3 separate regions of the Mus musculus genome follow, and all the other regions are linked to region 1. A link is a contact called in public promoter capture Hi-C data. All regions are on one chromosome and are shown on one strand. The core of a region is the stretch at or near the end of the contact, and the rest is flanking DNA. Distances in the headings are between cores, read along the strand shown. Region 1 holds the start of Ankrd46 (ankyrin repeat domain 46). Region 2 holds the start of Atp6v1c1 (ATPase, H+ transporting, lysosomal V1 subunit C1). Region 3 holds the start of Pop1 (processing of precursor 1, ribonuclease P/MRP family, (S. cerevisiae)).

Region 1 (3,549 bases), core at 512-3,011:
AGCACAGGAGTGTGATAAGATGTGAGAGAAAGTCTGAGAAGATTCTGGCATGGAGGCGAAATCCAGGGAAGAGAAAAGGCATCGAATGGAGGAATGGCCACAGCAGGGGGACAGAGGTGGCTTTAGAAGCTGAGTAAGGTAGGGAGTTTCTGAAGAGCCTCGAAAAGCAATGTAGCACTTGGATTTTAGCAGGGTGATAACACTGTGCGCCTTCCTGGCATGTAAAATGACTAAATATAATCTTTGATTTATGGTCACTCCCATTAAGTATCAAGATATTGCTGGGATATAAAAGTATCATCTATGAAGATGTTCAGTCTTCACTGTGTCAAGTCCGCAGACATGGGGACAAGGATTCAGAGAGCACAGGCAACTCACAGTCCATTTCCTTAATCTCCTCAGAGGAAGAAAAAAAGCTGCCTTCACAGTCCTTACATTTTCCCCATTGATCAGAAGCCATAATTCGTGAAGAAGAAAAGATAAATTAGAATACAATCAATAAACTCTCAAGTTGTTTGATACACCAACCGGGGAAGAATAAATTGTAAGAATAGAATTATCATTTAAATTACCCAATGATTTGGCACAGTGCATGGGCATATATGAAGATATTATGGACTTAGCCACTGACAAATTGATTAATGTATCCCCAATTTACAGAATATTTATAGTCAGTCACTGCACAAGTAAATGTTAAATAGCTAAAGATGATTGGCAGCCCTGGGGATGGCTGAGCTCACCCTGCCCTGGTGTGTGGCCTGTGTGTGTATATGTGCACAGGCCCATGCATTCACAAACATGAGTGTGCAAACACTTAACATGCACTTGCACATGGAGACCAGAGGTCAGCCTCAGGTGACATACCTTAAGAGCCAATCATCTTGATTTTTTTTTGAGAGGACTCTCATTAAAGCCCATGAATAGCCCAGGCTGGCAGACTGGTCAGGGGGACCACTGAGACCCAGCTATCTCCTACTAGCCAGAACTTGGATTACCACATGCCAGCATGCTTGGCTTTTTATGTGGGTTCTGGGGTGACTTCAGGACCTTATGCTTGCAATGCAGGTCCTTTACCAACTGAGCTATCTCTCCAGCCTTCTTATAATCCTTAAATGAAAGGAATATGAGGTTTCCTTAAGCCAGGCAATACTCCTATACATCTATTTGACATTGCCGGGGGCTGGGGGCGGGAGGACGACTTAGATGTAATTCTTGAACAGACAACACCCTACAGGGTCATCTGGTGGGTTGGATGATACTAGAATTTGTAGAACAGTGTTTAAAAGAAGTCACCTTGGCTATATGACTGGAGTTGAGAGAGAGAGAGAGAGATAGAGAGAGAGAGAGAAGCTCTGTGAAAGAATGTTCCATATATGGGTGTATCATCATTTTCACATGTCATGATAAGTCAAGGAACCCTTATAAGTGGGTGTAAGCATTCACTCTGAATAATAACTCGGCAGGATTATAGCTTAGAGTAGACTTGTCAGCCATTATTTGCTAACTTGTGGATTCAGATTTTAAACACCTCCCCTGCAGCCCTAAACTAATAAATTAATGCGCGTGGCACTTAATATATTTGTTTCTGCCTTTTAAATTTCTACTTAGTTGAGGGAATGGGATGTATGTTTTTTAAAAGGGGTGAATGTGCGCGATGCTGGCTAGAGGCCGAACCGCCATGAGAGCCTCCCGCCTGCAGGGGGCGCGCCGCCGCGGGGTGCGAGGCCGCTCTGCCCTCGCGAGCTCCACCTCTGTGGTCGTCCGCGCCCCGCCTGTCGCCGCTGGAGAGGAGGAGCTGCTGCCATCACTGCTGCCGCGGGCGCAGGTACCAGGGCCGGGGCCGTGGGCAGCAGCTGGGCGGGAGCCGGTGACAGCTCCTCTGAGGGCCGTGGAGCCCGGCGCGGGTCCGAGCGGCTTCCGCGCGGGCGATGCTGGCAGGAGGGCCCGGGTCAGGCCTGGGAGCTTGCGCGGATGATGCCCGCGGGTATTCGCGGGTCTCAGGCAGCCCACGCCCCAGCCCGATGGCGGCGTCCTTCCCAGGCAGGGATTCAAAGCATAGCTAGGAATTGTCAACACCTTAGCGGTTCACGAGGAGACCGAAGCCCGGGCGTGCGTGGGCGCTGTGGAGGTGCGTGTGATCTGTCCGGACTGTCACACTGCCCAGGGTATCCGCGGAGAGAAAAGATTTGCACACTTTGCGCTTAGGCCTCAGGTGATCATGAACTTTCACACTTGACACGCGTCGTTAAAACGCAGTTGCTTCCTCTCCGGATTTCCCAACAACCGTCTTAGGGAGAAGACATTTATTTTAACAGCGTTCCACAGACTCTAGAATTGGCTGCGGAATGTAATAAGTGTGTGTTATTGAAGAGTAAATAACACTGCCCACTCTTCAGAACGTGGCATTAGTACTTAGGCGCTTCCCAAGGTGCCATCAGTGGTGTGGTGATTTTTCATGTTACAGTAACAGCTGGCTATCTTCATGTCAGATATTGTGCCTAATGGTCCTTTTTAAAATCTTTGCAACAACCCTGACAAGTACCATCTCTGATTTGCAGATAAAGAAGCTGAGGCACAGAGTCTTAAGTCAACCTGTCCAAGCCCAGACAGTTGGCAGACTAAGTGGGACCGGAGACGCCCAAGACTTCACGCCAGCATCCCTTTACCTTGCAAAGGTAGTAGTGTTCCTTAAGATTTTTGTTTATTGATAGAATTCGTAGCCTGAACTGGTTTCTCTTAGACTTATGCTTATGGAGTATGCAAGAGCCTGTGCCACTGTCCTTTTAGTTTCAAGGGAGTTTAATGAGAAATGCATTTGTTCTTTAAGCCTTGTAGTGATAATAAAGTTAAATGTCCTGGATTCTTACTGTTTCAGCATAGGTTGATTTGATGGAGGAGTGCGTCTGTGATTGTCTATCCACATTAGCTGTGTGTTGGTTAGTTGTATTTTCACAGCAGTTCTAGTGAGTGTACCTTGCACACATAGCATTCTGCCAAGCAGAAAGATTCCCCGACTCCTACAAGAAGCTAGTGTCTCACAGGATACCAGAGAGACGTGGGAGAGAACTGCTACGTGGTGAGGAACGAAGGATACACAGCACAACCTGTAAGCAAACTGAGCTAGTGACTGCAGGATCAAGGGTTTGCACTGTGAGACTGGGGATGTGATTTCCCAGTCCCAGAGACTGGGGCGTTAGAGTCTAACTAAGTTCCTTTACTATTGCGGAGACAAAGACAGAGGACTCCAGTCTGTCACCATGGAGAAGTGATGGTGACAGGGACTTGAGGCAGCTAGTCGGATTGCAGCTTTGCAGGTCACAAATCCCCCGTAGGCGTGTCCATAGGCCAACCTAACCTAGACACTTCCTCTGACACTCCCTTCCCGGGGCTTTCTCCTTCTGACAACCAAAGCTAACCACCACCGAGTCCCAATTTGCTTAGCTGTATTAGGATTTAATGTGTTAGGATTTCATACACTAGGATTTAATTCATTAGGATTTAAGAGTTGTGTTGTCCAGAGCTGCATGAGATGTGTCAGCACAAGCCTTT
Region 2 (3,549 bases), core at 347-2,846, 2.2 Mb before region 1:
TTTGAATCTTCCACAAAAGTCATATTCCTGGGAAACATCTCTGTACTGCTCCATTACTCCTTCGGAGTAGATTTTACACACACACACACACACACACATTTATGTATATGTGTGTATATATATGTATATATGTAGATGTATATATATATGTGTGTGTGTGTGTATACATATATATATAGAGAGAGAGAGAGAGAGAGAGAGGGAGAGAGAGAGAGAGACAAGTGGTCTCACTATTTATTTAGCTTTGGTTGGCTCTGCCTCCTAAGTGCTAGGACTAAAGGTTAGTGCTCTATCACACGCCAAATGCACGACTATTAAAACCTATCTCCTCTGAATCTGTCTGGAAGCTCTGACAGCAGAGTCCCTGTCTGCTTCCTAAACCTTAGCACTCCCATAGTATCAGCCATAGAGCATGCAGTATATGAACAAGTATCACCAGACTTCAAAACTATTTCCCACTTTTCCACAATGCAGCCTACTACAAAAGCCTGGCCTTTGGCACCCCTAAATCATGTCTTCTTCTCTCATCAGGCCCTCAAATAACGAGGCTTTCACTGAGTAAAAAGTTCTCCTCTGTTGCCTCCAATCCCACCGACTTGCCAAGACCCAAACTCAAGTTTTCTTTCCTCCAGGATACTTTTCTCCTCCTTCTGTTTTTACCAGTTCTATACAACCTCATCTTTCCCCTGTGACTTATCTTCCCACCATCAATGTGAACTTTTAGGGCTGGGCTATTCACACCCGACCATTTCATTCCCGGGGCACCACTAAGTACAGAGTAGACAATTTTCCCCCTGATAACATTTTTCCTCTGAAAAGAACACAAGCTTCCCTCTTATGCCTCATAGGTGATTCAATCTGCCTTATAAGAGACTCTGTCCACCAGTTCCTTTTCGGGGATGTTGTTTAACCTCCCCCAACCCCAATCTAGTGAAATGTTTTTAAGCTGCCTGTATTCCTGTTTCATCCACTGCCTACAATGACCCCCGTGTCCTCTGTGACCGCCCCCTGCCTGCAGTGGGCACCCCTTCCGCCCTGAAAACTGTAATCCCTTCTATTCACATACAGGCGTAAACACCCAGTGGAGACTGCACACACACGCCGGTGAACCCTGAGCCTCACCTGAGGCATTCTGTCACTGTCCACCTTCTCACAAGTGACCAGGACTCGCTGGGATTCCCACCCAAGAAGGACCCGAATGTACAACACTTCTCCCTTCTGCCACTGAGTTCCCCGTCTGGGCCCCTTCCCCCTCCTTCTTCTTCCAAAGACACCAACCCTAGGCCCTGAGATGCGGAGAGCCCGCACCCAGGCCGGTTGCAGGTCCGACGCCACAGTCTAGGCCCCCGCGCCGCCCCCATCCTTCCCCGGCGGCCACTGCAGCGTCAGCTCCCCGCAGGGCTATCGCTCACTGACCCGAGGTGTCTCAGGAGGCGGCGGCGGCGACAGGTGCGGAGGCAGGAAGCCTGGTAGACGTTAACCGCTCAGCGCTCCATCCCTCCCGGACCTAAGCTCCGGCCTTTCGGCTTCCTCGACCCCTGCGCCCAGAGCAAGTCACGTGCCAGCCGGAGCAGTCAGCTGACCGCGGCGCACGCCGCTCCGCCTACGCGCGCGCACCACTGCGCGCAATCACGATGCGGCCAGGCCTCCGGAGAAGGCGGGGCTGAGAGAGCGCGCAGAGCGGGCTTCCGGGTGGGCGGAGCTTGCCGCTCCTCCAGATGCACCTGCGGTGGTTGGCCAGCCACCAGAAAATTCCCGCCCACCCTAAAATTACCCACAGGTTTCAGCCATTCAGACTCCCCCAAGCTCCTGCACTGACTTCTGCACTGCAAGTTTTGACAGTCCAGGTTTCGGGGAAATTTTTTCTAATAATCCACTTCAGTAGTTTCATATTTTTCATCCAATCTGGTATCACTTCGTTCCATAAAGTGATAAAGTGTTCAGGTTTAGTTACTCAGCACCAAACATTGTTAATTAGTTTTTTAGAATTAGCTAGTGGAGTGACCCCCTTGCCAGGAACTCCAAACTGTCTGGTTTAGGGGTACCAAAATGGATACAGGAAGTCAAGAAAGGTTTATGGACAGGGAAAAACCATCAGCCTTGGGTTCCAGAAAAATAGATATCAACCTACTCTCACAAACCGTGCACATCTCATTGGTTGAGAAGTTAGGTGGTGCATATCTCAGCATTTTAGGTTGCATAGAGGATTGGGGACTTGTCTATTTTAATCGTTTTTAGATTTACAGCTTAGCAAAGTGAAGCTCCAGAGGTTATGGTTCTGTTTGCACAATGTGTGGGCACTCCTGGCTGTTCTTACTAGCAAGCGGAATAATAGATTTCCATTGTCAACCTGACTGGCTTTAGAATTGCTAGGAGACAAACCTCTTGGAGGGAGTTTCCAGCCAGGTTTAATGTAGGACATTCACCTCGAATATGGGCAGCAGCATCTTGAATGATAGGAACCAACACAGAATGTTTTTTTTTTTTTTTTCGAGGCTTAGAGAGATGGCTCTGAGGTTAAGAACACATACTGCTCTCACAGAGGATCTGAATTCCTTACTGGCACCCACCTGGAGTGCCTTGTGACTCCAGCTACCTCCAGGAGATCCGATTGGCTTCATCTGGCCTCCTGCAGAACCTGTAATCATATGCACTCCCAGGAAGACAAAACACTCATACACATAAATACAAATAAAATTAATCTTTTAAAAATGATAAATAGGATTAGAGAGAGAAGGTTCAACAGGTAATGGGGCACTAACCACCAAGACTGATGGCCTGAATTGTATCCCCAGAACCACAAAGTGTATTCTGCAAGATAGCCTCCCATCTCCACATGCAAGCTGTAGTACCCACAAATAAATAAATGTAATAAAATTGTCAAATAAATAATCTTTTTTTAAAGGAGAAAGCTAAGCATCAACATTCATTGCTCTCTGCTTCCTGACTACCAATACAATGTAACCAGGGCTCTCAGACTCCTGCCTTCAGAGCTACAATTACTCTCACCACCTTGCTGAACTGTGAGCCAAAAGAAACCCTTCTGTATTCATTGCTTTCCTATTGCTGTGATAAAACACATTCCAGTCCATTACCATCACAGCAGGGAAGTGTGGCAGTAGACAGACATAGCAATCATAATAGCTGAGAGCTCACAAATCAAATAACAAGCAGGAAGCAGAAAGCAAAGGAAAAAAACGGTATGAGTCTTTGCCCCTTACAGTGACATACTTCCTCCAGCAAGGCCACAGCCCCTAAATTTCCTCAAACAGTCCCACCAAACAGGGACCAAGTATTCAAATTCCTAAGGCTGTGTAGGATGCCTCGTTCACCAAACCACAGCTTCCTTCCTTGTTTTTGTCGATTATTTTGTAGCAACAAAAAAAAAAAAAAGGCAATACACAAAATTGTTAGCAAGGAACGGGTTCTTCAGTCTAATAAACCTGTTTCTTAAGTCTTTGAAATTGGTTTGCAGGATCTGTGTGTGAGAGTTTGGCGCTGTGGCCTAGAGCAGCTCTGGAATGCTTTATGGATAGTTTAGTGAGTCAT
Region 3 (3,549 bases), core at 359-2,858, 2.0 Mb after region 1:
TCAAATGTGTAATGAATCCAAAGTGTTTCTGGCAGTGCTCTACCTAGACGTCACTACAGCCACAGTTCAGCAGTGACATCCCATGCTTACACACCATACAACACCAACAAATACTGCCTGAAACAGCTCAGCCAAGATCCCAGGCAAGTTATGAACCCAGTGTTCTTACTGTACATACAGGTTTATGCTCTTAAGAAACAATGTTATACAGGCTGGTGAGATGGCTCAGAGGCTAAGAGCACTGGCTGCTCTTCCAGAGGTCATGAGTTCAATTCCCAGCAACCACGTGGTGGCTCACAAAACATCTATAGGGGGATCTGATATCCTCTTCAGGCAGGCAGATATATATGCAGCAGAGCACTCGTACATTAAATAAAGAAAAAGAAAAAAAAGGAAACAATGATATAAAAACAGGCCTAAATTTCTCTTTAAATTGTTCTCATGCCGCACGTCTTTGGATTGTGCTGGGCTGCATTGTTTGATTTAAAAAACTAGTTTGAAATTGAGTTGCTGGGTTAAATTTTATATTTTTTAAATCATTAATTTGGATTTGGGATTGAGATAGACTTTTCCAACAACTGGCCCTAATTATAGTTCCGACTGTACTACATATTTAGGCAAAATAGCATCTCATCACTGACTATTATAAAAATCAAACAACAAATCAGCTCTAAAAAAAAAAAAAAAAAGCCGGGCGTGGGGGCCCACGCTTTTAATCCCAGCACTCGGGAGGCAGAGGCAGGTAGATTTCTGAGTTCGAGGCCAGCCTGGTCTACAAAGTGATTTCCAGGACAGCCAGGGCTATCCAGAGAAACCCTCTCAAAAAACAAACAAACAAAAACAAAACAAACAAACAAACAAACAAAACCACTTTAGATGCTTTATGTCTTGCAGTATCAAATACTCTACCAAAACTCGTATTTATGAAAAAATAAACATACACACATCTATTTAGAGAGTAAAAATTAGTTTTTATCTTTCTCAAAAGGCAAAATTATACCAGCTACACTAAAGAATTGTTTTAAATATACTTCCTTATGATATATTATCAGTTACTAATTAGTACATCTTCTTATCTACCCAGGTTCGTTAGTGAGAAAGCTGAAGTCGTGAGCTAGGAGAAGATGACTCGCCTCCGGAAAGCAGACCCCGGTCTGCTCAAATCTTGAGGCGATCATGCATAGAAAGGAAGCACGGGATGGCGAAAGGCAGACAACCCACACCTCTGCTTGGTTCCCCGGAATGACCCATCCCTGTCCTTTACGGTACCCAGAAAGGGATACAAGCGCATTCCCAGAGGGGATTCCGCCTGGCAGGGCAACGATAAGCATAAAAACGAGCACAGGAGCCTGAGGCTCTGGACTGCAAGAGGGCCCGCCCGGGCAGCATGGACCTCCCCAAGTGAAAAGCGCCGCAAGCCGAAGCCGCCACTGTGGGCAAGCCCCCACGCGAGGCCCCCGCGAGCTGGCGGCCCCGGCTAAGCATTAGTGCCTCACCACCAACCTGCCAAAAGTTCCGAGGGCTTCGCCGGTAAGAATGACAAGGTTCTGAGATCCCTAGAAGCTCCCACCACAGAGGGTGAGCGAGCGGGCTGAGGGCGCGTGCGCAGCACGGCTTCTTCCTCCACGTGTCCCGGAGTCGCTTGTAAACTACAATTCCCATCGGGCCGTGCGAATTCGCACGGGGCTGTCCCTGAACTAAAACTCTTTTGCCTAGGGCTGTCTGGTCAGTGGACAAGAGTGGGTGTAGTTACTTACCATCGTTTCTTCTTCTGGAGGGTCTTCAAGAGGGAAGGATTAGCATGTCGTCCATAATCAGAAAGGTGATCAGCACCACAAAAGCCCCGGCGGCCATTGGTCCCTACAGGTAATGTTTTTTACTGTAGCTCTGAAGGACCAGGTAGGTGCAGTGTTGCAAGTTTGGAGCTTTGGCCCCTGCTGGTCCGAGCAAAAGAGAGTCTTAGAACGCGCGAAGAAACTAAGTTCAGAAAGAGTACAGTGTATCCAAATCCCTCAGAGAATGGGGGAGCCCTGGTGCTACCAGAAACTTGCACTCCTAAGATCTTGCCCCCATCTGGAGCTGCCGGGGCCCCGAAGGCGAGCTTGCTACATGCTTTCTCTGGTTAGAAGTGGCATCACCCCAACCCCCTTGCCTTTCGTCTTGGTGGCTTCTAGTTTTGGTTTTTGTAACAATTTTATTAAGATAGAATAAACAACCCATAGAATTCTCATTCTGTTAGTGGGTTCAATTCAGTGGCTTTTACTATGCCCAAAAGTTGTGTAGCCATCATCACTTTCTATTCTCAAAACATTTACATCCAACCTAAAATAAGGTTTATACCATTAGCATTTATTCCACATGGCATCTTTCCCCAGCTCCTTACAACCACCCATTTATTTCCTCTCCATCACTATAGGGTTTATCTGTTAAAGACGTTTGCTATAAAAAGTATAATACACTGTTTGGTCCTCTGTGACAGGCTTCTTTTACTAGCATGAAGTTTGATCTAACCCTTTCTTAATTTACAAGATATGCTTGTCTCATTTGGACAGTACTCAGCAAATACCTGTATGTCTATCCTAGTCTCTGGCTTCTATAACGTGTAGGAATGCAATGATGCTTATGAATGGTTTATCCATGCCTATTTACCACTAATATCAAATGCAAGTAACACCAAAGGTGATCTTCTGAGATTATCCTATATACTAGAGCTAACCATATATGTACTGGAAAAATAAAAACTACCCTTTGGCATTTATCTCTGCTTACCAGAAGTGCTTTTAAATAGAAATGGTACTTTCTTTTCACTTCCTTCTGTGGGTGCTATGAAGGACAGACTAACTTTGTAGCTCAGACTAACCTAGAACCTGCTGTTCTCCTGTTTGAGCATTCCTAGTGCTGACGTGAAGACCAGCACACTTAACTTAAAACCTTGTTCCTCAAAATACCTCAGCTTTAAAAATCACTGTATTGTATCTTATATAACTTTCTCCTCTCTAACTTCTAAGTCTTCACTAAAACGTATCTAGAGCCAATTCCTTTTGAAAAAGTCATTTCTGACACAGTGTCTCTTTGCTGTCAATCAAAACTGAAGATTTTCTTCGGCTGCAACATTAGTACTGTAGAAGATGTGTAGTGCATGCCAAGTATTTAGCTGATTCAAAAATGTGTAAGAAGTAATCCGACATAGGCCTTCACCTATAAAAGGAAAAGAAGCAGTAATGTAGCAAATGTTACATGACAGGCACTATGACAACTAACTACCTTTAAGTTGTCTCTCCATTTTACAAAAGGACAGCTCAAGGTCAATCTTTTCAAGGAAATACAGTGTGCAAGTGACATCTTGGCTTGAACTCAAACCCTAGCTCCCTTAATATCAAGAGAAATAACAGTCCCATGTGTCAAAGCAGTAATTATTATAATAGGATTGGAGATGGAACTTAATGGGATGAGAAACCAAATGAAAGGGAGGAAAACTGATTCTGATTTGGAGCAGAGAAAGAAAAAAAGTTTTGAAGAAGCTCCCCAAATAAGGTAGTCCGGTTAAAC

The links. Promoter capture Hi-C pulls out the DNA fragments that hold promoters and counts their contacts.
Region 2: a promoter capture Hi-C map of erythroid cells shows a contact between it and region 1, with 6 times the contacts expected there. The contact joins the promoter of Atp6v1c1 here to the promoter of Ankrd46 in region 1. A contact is called at or near these places in 3 of 39 promoter capture datasets (erythroid cells, liver and pre-B cells).
Region 3: a contact with region 1 is called in a promoter capture Hi-C map of embryonic stem cells, with 7 times the contacts expected there. The contact joins the promoter of Pop1 here to the promoter of Ankrd46 in region 1. A contact is called at or near these places in 8 of 39 promoter capture datasets (the 3T3-L1 cell line, cranial neural crest, embryonic stem cells and 4 more), 1 of 115 datasets of contacts at active chromatin or transcription factors (astrocytes) and 2 of 9 other capture datasets (adipose tissue and liver).

What each region holds. Positions count from the first base shown.
Region 1 is chr15:36,495,003-36,498,551 of GRCm38.p6, reverse strand. Ankrd46 (ankyrin repeat domain 46) reads left to right here and starts at 1,761. Exons shown (of 5, transcript NM_175134.4): 1 at 1,761-1,825; 2 at 2,559-2,675.
Region 2 is chr15:38,659,951-38,663,499 of GRCm38.p6, reverse strand. Atp6v1c1 (ATPase, H+ transporting, lysosomal V1 subunit C1) reads right to left here and starts at 1,596. Exons shown (of 13, transcript NM_025494.3): 1 at 1,417-1,596.
Region 3 is chr15:34,493,370-34,496,918 of GRCm38.p6, reverse strand. Pop1 (processing of precursor 1, ribonuclease P/MRP family, (S. cerevisiae)) reads right to left here and starts at 1,608. Exons shown (of 16, transcript NM_026340.3): 1 at 1,504-1,608. It overlaps Rida (reactive intermediate imine deaminase A homolog), which reads left to right and starts at 1,673. Exons shown (of 6, transcript NM_008287.3): 1 at 1,673-1,866. The coding sequence starts at 1,802.